Linked DNA regions of Cyprinus carpio: region 2 is linked to region 1. The links are chromatin contacts, called in public Hi-C maps. All regions are on one chromosome and are shown on one strand. Each heading gives the region's core, a stretch centred on a gene start, on an enhancer-like site or on the middle of the called end of the contact. The rest is flanking DNA. Distances are from core to core; before and after follow the strand shown. Region 1 holds the start of lamp1a (lysosome-associated membrane glycoprotein 1a). Region 2 holds the start of cul4a (cullin-4A).

Region 1 (4,780 bases), core at 572-3,071:
TACTTATTAAAATACAAACAGACAAATACAGACCGTGGCAGCGCAGAGCGAGAAACAGAGGACAAGGTGTGTGTTTATCGATAGATTGTTATAATATCTGCATCTGTGCAGTTCTTTGTCATAAATACAGTTTACAAAATGTCACGGGGAGCAATCGGTTTCCCATCTACTGTAAAGTTTTCCTCATTACATCACAGCTGTTTTCTCCAAAGAAAATAAAACTTAATTAATCGTTTATATCGTTTATAAAACGATCATGTTGCTATTTTCATTTGAAAATTTAACTTTGAAAAAAGCTTAGAAAAAGCTTTGTAGACATGCAAACAGTAAAATTTTGTGTTTGTACAGTAAACAGGTGTGTAGAGATATATGTGTGTGAGAGAGAGAGGTGGGGGGGGGGGGGGGGGCTTGTATTAGGTTTATTCATTACTCAAATGCTATACCCATCAGTGCACTACAGCGGAATACTGCAATAAGTTTAGTATACCACCCTACCCTATTAGACAAAAAAATATTGATTTATTATTATCCTCTCATTGGGGGCTGAGCCCCCCCTAAAAGGAAAATCGTCCCTGGTGCTACTGATAGCCTGTCAGATACTAGCAGTTATAATAGGTCACAAACATATTTTTATAGGCTAACATATATGAGACATTAAAGATACAAAAAAGAAAAAAAAAGAAAAACATACCTAATGCAGAAAAGCCACGTCTTTTCCCGATTTGCTTTCTTTCACTATCTCTTCTCTTCTATATGTTCTCTATGTGCAGCAAAGAGAGATCTGAGAATCTATTTCTCCTTCCGTAGCCTACTTCATCTTTAAGTTTCTCAAGAGCAATCACACATTTCACAAGATCCACTTCAGCTCAGCTGTCACAAGCGAGGGTGAATCTTATGGCTTGTGTAACGTTACATGCTTAAACTGAATACTGCATCACACGCCACACTCAAGGCCATCGCTTCAGATCGCCTGTCCAATTCAACCAGAAATGACTCAGTCCACCACATTTTTATTAGCGGGTTTATATTATATACATATATATATATATATATATATACATATATATATATATATATATATATATATATATATATATATATATATATATAACTTGTTAACTTGCTAAAGCGAGAAAATAACGAAAAGAGAGTACTCTCATGTCCTCTCAATTTGAGAATCATGAGTCGCGACTCGCGAGGATATTGGACTTAACGTAAAAAATTAATTTAGCCCTAAACGTAATTATTCTATCTACTATAGTACTAATAAAATGAGAAAATGTTAATTATTTTTTAATTTTTATTTTATTCATAGTTCAGAAAAAATCATTATTGGCTCTCACTAATCACTGATCACTTTGGTACATTAAGAAGGTATAAATATCAAATATTAATAAAAAAATAAAAAATAAATAAAATAAAAAACCGGGCAGCGGGCCAAATGAGCCGCCCTGCCACCAGGAATGCTCCCAGTGCTCCCGATGGCCAGTCCGGTCCAGATGATGTATAATGATAACTTTGACTGAGTTATAATGACTTACCCATCAGAAGAGTCCAGCAGACACCTGCAGCGAAACACCGTTTGACCATCATGCCTCAGTCTGTACGTTACTGACGTCCGTCAGAAAAAGCGTCAAACTCCGAGCGCTGAACACTAACTTACGTGTTAAAGCCTGCGTACTGAAGACGATCAGCGCGTATCTGTGCGTTTATATGAGTGTGTGTCTGTCAGTCATAAATGGTGCTACGACGTTTATTCAGTGTCTGGCAGCAGAGTCACTGTGTCATGAGGCAGAATGTTCCAGTCATGTGATTGTGAGCGTTTTAGCCCCGCCCACACCAGTCACGTGAGGGAGAACTGCGTATCACTTTATAACACAGACAGGACTGCATTCACTATAACTGTTTATTGGCAGTATAAACTGTTAAATAGTTCTTAATTAAATGCTAATTTTAAAATATATTTTAGTATAAGCGTTATTTATTAACAATGCTGTCAAAGCTACAGGAATACAGATGTCACTTTAGACAGTTTAAAATCATAACTACCTCCAGATGTATAATTTCACAATCCATTAAAACATTTTATAATATTAATAAGTCATGTTTAATGTTATTAACAGCATAGAACATACATTAAATTGAATAATGTATGTTCATATATAATTTATGTAAAATAGTCTACAGCTGATTGCTTGCTGTTAATTAAAAAAACTCAAGAAATTATATTAAAATCATTCTATAATCAAATAATTTATTAAAATGTAATTGTAGAATTTAATCATTTTATTTTATAAAATATAATTTATTAAAAATCTATTATGCATTTTATAATTTATTTCTACAAATTCTACAGTAAAATTAGATACAGTTAGGATTTTAAACTTTCTAAAGTGACATCTATACAGTATGCATGTAGTCAAACCTAGTACTTGCAAAACCAAAGTAATGGGTTCGATTCTCAGGGAATGTATGAACTAGTAAAATGTATATCTATAATCCAGTCTAAGTCACTTTAAATAAAAGCATCTGCCATATGCATGAATGTACATCTGGGACAAGAGGAAGTCGTGGTTTGACCTCTTCTTACCTCAGATGAGCACTGGTCATTCTCCAAGAAACTACAGGCACACTTTCTCATCTCAAACTCAACTCAACTCCTCCACTAGATCTCAGCATGAGTCAGAGTGAGTAACAGCAACGTCCTGCAATACATGCATCTGATCAAGACTGAAGCTGGAGATAAACCCTGTGTATTGTGTCAGTATTGAATGCACTGGTGAGGTATTTCAGAGCAACCGCAGGTTAGAGGTCAGTGAGCACAGTGAAGCATGTGTTTGCTTCTGTGTGCCTCTGTCTGCTGTGTCATGCTCTTGGGCCATAATTTGTTTCTTTAAGGAATTACTCTGTGAATGAGGCAGGAAATCACATTAGTCTGAGTGTTTGTGTTTGTGGGAGGAGAATCCAGACTGACGGCTTGCCTCATCACGAAGATACAGAACAGCAACAAAACAGAAATACGCTCATATTTCACCACTGAATCAAACAGATAAATAACTGTCTTTTGCATGAAGTTAGTGAAGACCATCTTAAGACCTAGAAGACTTAGTTTCATAGCAATTACTTTAAAACTGGGTTCTTGTGATGTAAGGCAAGGCAAGGCAAGGCAAGGCAAGGCAAGTTCAAGGCATCAAGTTTATTTTAAGCACATTTCGTACACAATGGTAATTCAAAGAAAAGAGACTTAGTTTAACAAAAATAGCAATTTTAAAAACTTAAAACAGGCAATTTAAAACATGGGAAATGATTCTTTGACGATTTAAAATGGAATACAAATAATAATAAAAACAAATAATAATATTTATTTTTACATAATTTATATAATTATCTATGAATGGTTGTTTCCACCACAGAATACAAATAATAATAAGAATTTATATTTAGATTTTATATCTCATAATTTGGACTGTTTTCTAATAGTTGCAGTTTACAATTTAGTTGTTTTCATTACTGCCACAGGAAAAAATAAATAAAAAATAAAAAATAAAAAGGGAATTGAACCTTTTTTATCTCACACATCTTTTTTTACACAACGCTGAGTTTATATTTCACAATTTAAATCTCAGATTTACAAGAAAAAAATCTGAATTGTGAAATTGTCAATTACCTTTTTTTAAATTCTAAATAAGCTTACATATTTAACGGGAAGTCAGATAAACAATGATCACATTCTCATTACTGTAATAAAAATTATGCTATTTAATTTGTACGGATTTATTTGTCATGTTAGTATTTGTACGTACTATTGATTGAATTTTTTTTTGTTAAATGTCATAAAAATATAAAATAAAAACTTGTGCAATGTGCAAATCATAAAATTAGCTTCTTTATGAAAAATATCATTTAAATGTATACATTTAGCTTATACTTCCAAAGTGACTTACAACAGAGCAACAAAAGTAATTCATCACAGAGCTAACAATATGTTTCACTATAGATTCAGCATGAATTATTTAAATAGTATTTATAGTTCTCCTTTCAGTAAAATCATTGTATTACAATTGTCATTTATTTCCAAAATGTCATTTTGGGCTGAAATATGAGCTGGCTGTGTTCTGTCATGAGTTTAATCATACACAAAATGAGAAACAATAGCAAGTAATACAGTTCACTCATAATATCTTAAATATGATTTATTCTTTCATATCTTTGCCCACTTACAAAGAATAGAATCTTCTGTTCTACAAAACTGTATATGTGACAGAATACAGGTGATGAGTGACAGATATCTCTCTCTCTCTCTCACACACACACACACACTCTTACACTTGTGTGTGTGTGTGTGTGTGTGATTTCCATTTCCTGAGCGGATAACCGCCAAAAGTGTCAACTTCACTTGTAACACACCTCACATCAACACGATTCTGGCATCAGGGAGGAAGAAACACACACACTTGTGATGCTACAGCAGACAAGCTCGTCATACGCGCTAAACTCAAAAACAACGAACATAGAGGAGTCAAAGAAAAGTGCATCTTTAGTGAAAATCATTCGCAATCATGCTAAAATCATCCTCAATCCCAGAGTGCAGAGCGTTTGTAGGGTCACAAGGGGTTTACGGCATCACATGTCCAGTCCGGCTCAAAAGCCCTTGTGAGGAGGGTGAGAGGTCAAGAATCATGGCCTCAGAGCCACTCTTACGCCACATAGTGGTACTGGTTTGGGTTTTCTTTGTCGCGCTCCATATAATCACGGTCGATCAGTGACTCGATGCGCTTCT
Region 2 (4,780 bases), core at 1,507-4,006, 260 kb after region 1:
CGATTTCTGATTTGAGAAGGTCCTTATAGTTATTGTATCCGTGGCTGGTTCGGTTAGCGTGTTTACAAAGCTGAATGCTACATCTGTGTTCTTGAACGAGCCTTTGTTTATATTCCGGTGTGAGGAAAATGGTGGCATGGTCCAATTTGCCAAAAGCCGGTAGTGAGCGAGCTTTGTAGGCATTCCTAAACTGAGAGTAGCAATGATCCAGTGTATTGAGTCCTCTGGTTGGACAGGGTACATGTTGATAAAAGTTAGGCATAACCTGCCTGAGGTTGGCGGAGGTTAAAATCCCCCGCAATGATAGAAGCAGCGTCAGGATGTTTGTTAATGTAACCGCTGAGCACATCGTGAAGCTTAGACAAAGCCAAGCTTGTGTCTGCCTGTGTTGGAATGTAGACAGCAGTAACGATGATCGATGAAAACTCCCGGGGCAGATAGAATGGGCGGCAAATAATGGATAAATGTTCCAGACAGAGTGGAGATATTCCTGGGGTCACACCATTTCTTGTTGATCATGAAACACACTCCACCAACTTTGGATTTACTGGCCTCTACTGTCCTGTCCTGCCCGAGGTCGTGAGCCATGTTTCAGACAAACAAAGGATGTTACAGTCCCTAATGTTCCATTGGAAACTTATCCTGGCTCTAAGATTGTCCATCTTATTCTCCAGAGATTGGACATTGACAAGCAGAATGCTCGGCAGAGGAGGACTGTGAGCTCTTTTTCTCAGTCTGTTGCGAATCCCAGCACGTTTCCCGCTGTGTTTCTTGATCCGTCGCCGCGGTGGGTTATTCAAGTGGCCATTGTTTATCTCGCCGTTCCGGAGAATCTCAGATGGCCACGATGGGTTGGAGGATAAAATGTCCTGAAACAGGTTAGTGAAGCGGTGTCCAATGTCCAAAAGTGTTCCTTTGTCGTAAGTGATCAGTGCAGACGATATGTGTGTAAAAAGAGAAAGCAAAAGAAAGTTCAAAAATAAATAAAAACACAATCTAAGCGGAGCGACCTGGACGGCATCCGAACTCAGCGGCGCCATCTTAGAAAAACAGTGTCCATAAAACTGTTCCAAAATTCTGCTGGCTCACCTTTGTGCTTTTTTTGCAAGCTCTAATCTTGCCTTTCTATTTTTGGTGCTGGTCAAAGGTTTGCATCTTGCTGTGTAGTCTCTGTAATTCTGTGTCAAAATCTTCTGTGGACGGTAGATTGTCAGACCATCACTCCAGCTTTCTGGAGGTTGTTGGTGATTTTACAGACACTTATTTTAGGGTTCTTTTTCACAGTTTTTATGATTTGTCTGTCATCAACGGCTGTTTTTTTTCTCAGCTGACCAGGTCGTCGTTGGTTGTTATCTTCTTTTTTAGGACATTCCAAACTGTTATTTCTCCATGCCCATTGTTTTTGACAGCTCTAATTGAGTTCCTCTTTTCTTTTAGCATCCAAATTGCTTTTCTCTCAAAGTCAGCTCCCTTGTCTTCATCCTGGTTTGTGTGTGTCGTCATCAAATGCAAGACTCAAAATGCAGAAGCAATGGCTATAACTGATACAACACATTCCCTGCTTTTAATATCTGAAGAATTAATGCAGCAGGACCCAGCTGAACACTTAGAAAGAACTGCGAGTCAACTGTCACAATATTTATGCTCACATCACATGGAGGATGAAACTCTAAAAGTGCTGATCTTCTTAGCTGGAAAAACATGTATGTGTTGAATCACCCAATAATAAAAATGTGTCATTCTGCAGTAATAATACTTCACAATTTTTACTGTATTTTTTTTACCGGAATAATGCAGCCTTGGTGAGCATAAGAGACCTTTATCTTTTGAGCAGTAGTGTTTGTCAACATAATAATTTTAAGTAGCAGTGCTTCATTAACAGGTGAATGCACAGATTGACCCTGTGTGACTCTCTGGATCTCAAATCCTCAAGTCTCAGGTGGTTTATATGAGGATTTAATCTGAGTGGACTCATGATCTGGTTTGCTGTGGTCTCACCTGGTAAAGCTCCTCCAGGTTATATTTGATTGAGGTGCTGTTCTGAATGGCACTAACAGCATCTCTGAGCTTTATCCATGTGTCTTCAGTGTAGGAGTCTGTTAGTTCCGGTCTGTCTGTAAAATGCACACACATTATTTAATATATTATTATTAAAACATACTTATAAAACAATAATACTGCTTATAATATTCAGTTTGAATTTAAAGTCCAGTGATCTGCCAAATGAACACACTTTAGACGACAGTGCTGTGTAGGAAGTTCACTATGTTTTGACACATAGACATGTGATTCATTACTGATCGTTTGTGTACTAGCTGTGGTTGTAGTTTTGTGTTCATCTCACCTTTAAAGTTCTTTATGGTGAGTTTCTTAGACGCTCCTGATTTGGCTGATTTGGTGAGTCCATTAAAGTTTGCTTTCTGATTGTGCTGAATGTCTTCCGCCATCATGAGCTAGATTTGATCTCAGTGCATTTAAATGCTCATATGAAATACAATAAACGCAGAGAGTTGAGCTGTTAGCTGGTAGCTATAAACCAAAACCAGAACCAAGGAACCGGATCCAAACCTCATGGAGTGAGTTCAGCTGCTGTTGTGGATTGACACGACACACGCTTACAGACATATCCCCAAATATTCATCATATAATCTTCATATTCATCGTATAAACTTCATATTCACTTTGACTGGTCAGCATCGAGAACCATAACAAGATGGCAAACCAACAGCGAATCTGCCGCCGCAGGATCAGCAGACAGCGCAACACTAAGAGACACACACACACGCACGCTACTAAAGCTACATATACTGTACAGAAAAAAAAAAAAAAAAAAAAAAACATAATAAAATGATAAATAAAACAAATAGAGCCTAAATTTTAAATAAAATAAAATTAAGCCAACTTAGGTTAATGGGTGCTAAAATATAATAATAATAATAATAATAATAATAATAATAATAATAATAGATAAAGAAATAAAAAATACTTTAGGTCTTCTTTGACAAAACATCTAAAATGCTCACACATTAGATATCTAAACATAAAAGTAAACTAAACACACAAGTACTTTATTTTTCACATGCCACTGAGAAAAATGAACATGAACTCTTTATACACTAAATATGCACTCTCATTACTTTATATTTAGAATATAGCATATTGTAAATGTCTGTACATGTCTGCAATTGTAATTGAAACCAAAAAAAAACTGACATTATTTTATTATTGACAAACATTAACAAAAACTTACCTAGCAAAATAGTTATAAACCACCCTTTAATGTGCTATGTAAAATACATGGAGACTCTAAAATGAAATACGTTTAACTGTGTTTCAGTAATATTTACATTTATGGAAAGTGCAAATTGGAATCCACAGCTGTGTGTTCACAGATGTAAACAGGAAGTGCTGCTGTGACGTCAGCGACTCTGCATTGAGGGACACGCGCGAAGTGATGTGAATTCATTTGGGTAAATAAATACAAGTGATTTTCTTGATAAAATCGCTTATTTAATATAATATGTATCACACTTTTGACTCATAAAGCTTCATGATCATTATGAGGGTTACTGAAACGTAGAATGAATTAATAAATGAGTGAATTAGCAGCTGCGCTAGAGCTAATTTCAAATACTAGAGTTTAATACCACACACTAAATACTTCATTTATGGATTAAACTGGCCGTGTTTGTTTTGTTTCGTATTCTAGTGTAAATGTAATGTTCTGCTGATCAGATGTGAATGTGTCTCAATCGTGCTGCTGTTGTCCCGGTAGGCATCACATTAGATATAACGGTGTGTTTCCGCTGTGTTTGTGGAGATCAGGATGGCTCATATCACACTGAATCAGTACCTGCAGCAGGTGAGCTGTTGTCTGTTATGTTTCATGTATTCTGTCATAGTGTTATTGTCGTATGTTTTCTCTTCTGTATGTAATGTGCCTCTTGTCTGTGCTTCCTGAGTTCTGGAGGCCATAGACAGCAGAGACGGGGCGTTCTGTGCAGAGATGCTGTCCTTCAAACACCCACATGTGGCCAACCCTCGTCTACAGGTCGAGCGCTGCAGTAGTCAGACAAACACCACTAACTCACTGTAAAGTGAAGGACGTTTCAGGGTTTCATCTGCCACAGATGCCCAAATCCAGACCCCCATCTAAAATGTGTTTTCATATACAGTATAAAGACACAACTGATACATTAAAACATTAAAATGATAAATATGTATAAAATATTATTTGTAGAATATTTAGTCTATATTACATTACACTTCTAGTAATATATTTTTATATTTTGAACATTACTTTCATTTATCCAGATATTTAATTTAATCTTATTTTTTATTACTTATTTATGTTTTATTAAATGCCCTGTTTTTCTCTAAACCTTTCCATGGACCCCCAGCACTAAAAAAGTTTATTTTATTTATTTATTTTAAACACATCATGTTTTTTAATTTATTTAGATATGTAGTTTAATATTATTTTTCATTGTTGTTAATTTCTTTTTAATAATAAGCACACTCAAATCGTTTTTTATTTTAATTTCATAATTATTTTTATTTAGATATTTTATTTACTCTTCTTTTTTATTATTATTTATTTATTTTTACCCTGTTTCTCTAAACAATTCCATGTTGCAGCTGTCCAGTCCAGAGGAGAAGTGTCAGCAGCTGCTGGAGCCACCGTATGATGAGATGGTGGCCGCTCATCTCAGGTACTGATTCCTTATCAATGATGCAGCGATGCTTCTCCACTGCATCTTCACTGACTGACGTCTCGTCT

What was found. A called contact is a pair of places that touch in the nucleus more often than the background predicts.
Region 2: a Hi-C map of skeletal muscle shows a contact between it and region 1, with 3 times the contacts expected there. The contact joins the promoter of cul4a here to the promoter of lamp1a in region 1. A contact is called at or near these places in 3 of 8 Hi-C or Micro-C datasets (red blood cells and skeletal muscle).

What each region holds. Positions count from the first base shown.
Region 1 is chrA1:16,579,890-16,584,669 of ASM1834038v1, forward strand. lamp1a (lysosome-associated membrane glycoprotein 1a) reads right to left here and starts at 1,822. Exons shown (of 9, transcript XM_019111736.2): 1 at 1,542-1,822. The coding sequence starts at 1,593. It overlaps cul4a (cullin-4A), which reads right to left. Exons shown (of 20, transcript XM_019111742.2): 20 at 4,178-4,780. The coding sequence ends at 4,698.
Region 2 is chrA1:16,836,003-16,840,782 of ASM1834038v1, forward strand. It overlaps cul4a (cullin-4A), which reads right to left and starts at 2,757. Exons shown (of 20, transcript XM_019111742.2): 1 at 2,345-2,757; 2 at 1,999-2,114. The coding sequence starts at 2,450. It overlaps pcid2 (PCI domain-containing protein 2), which reads left to right and starts at 3,344. Exons shown (of 15, transcript XM_042753276.1): 1 at 3,344-3,470; 2 at 3,776-3,862; 3 at 3,962-4,051; 4 at 4,639-4,712. The coding sequence starts at 3,827.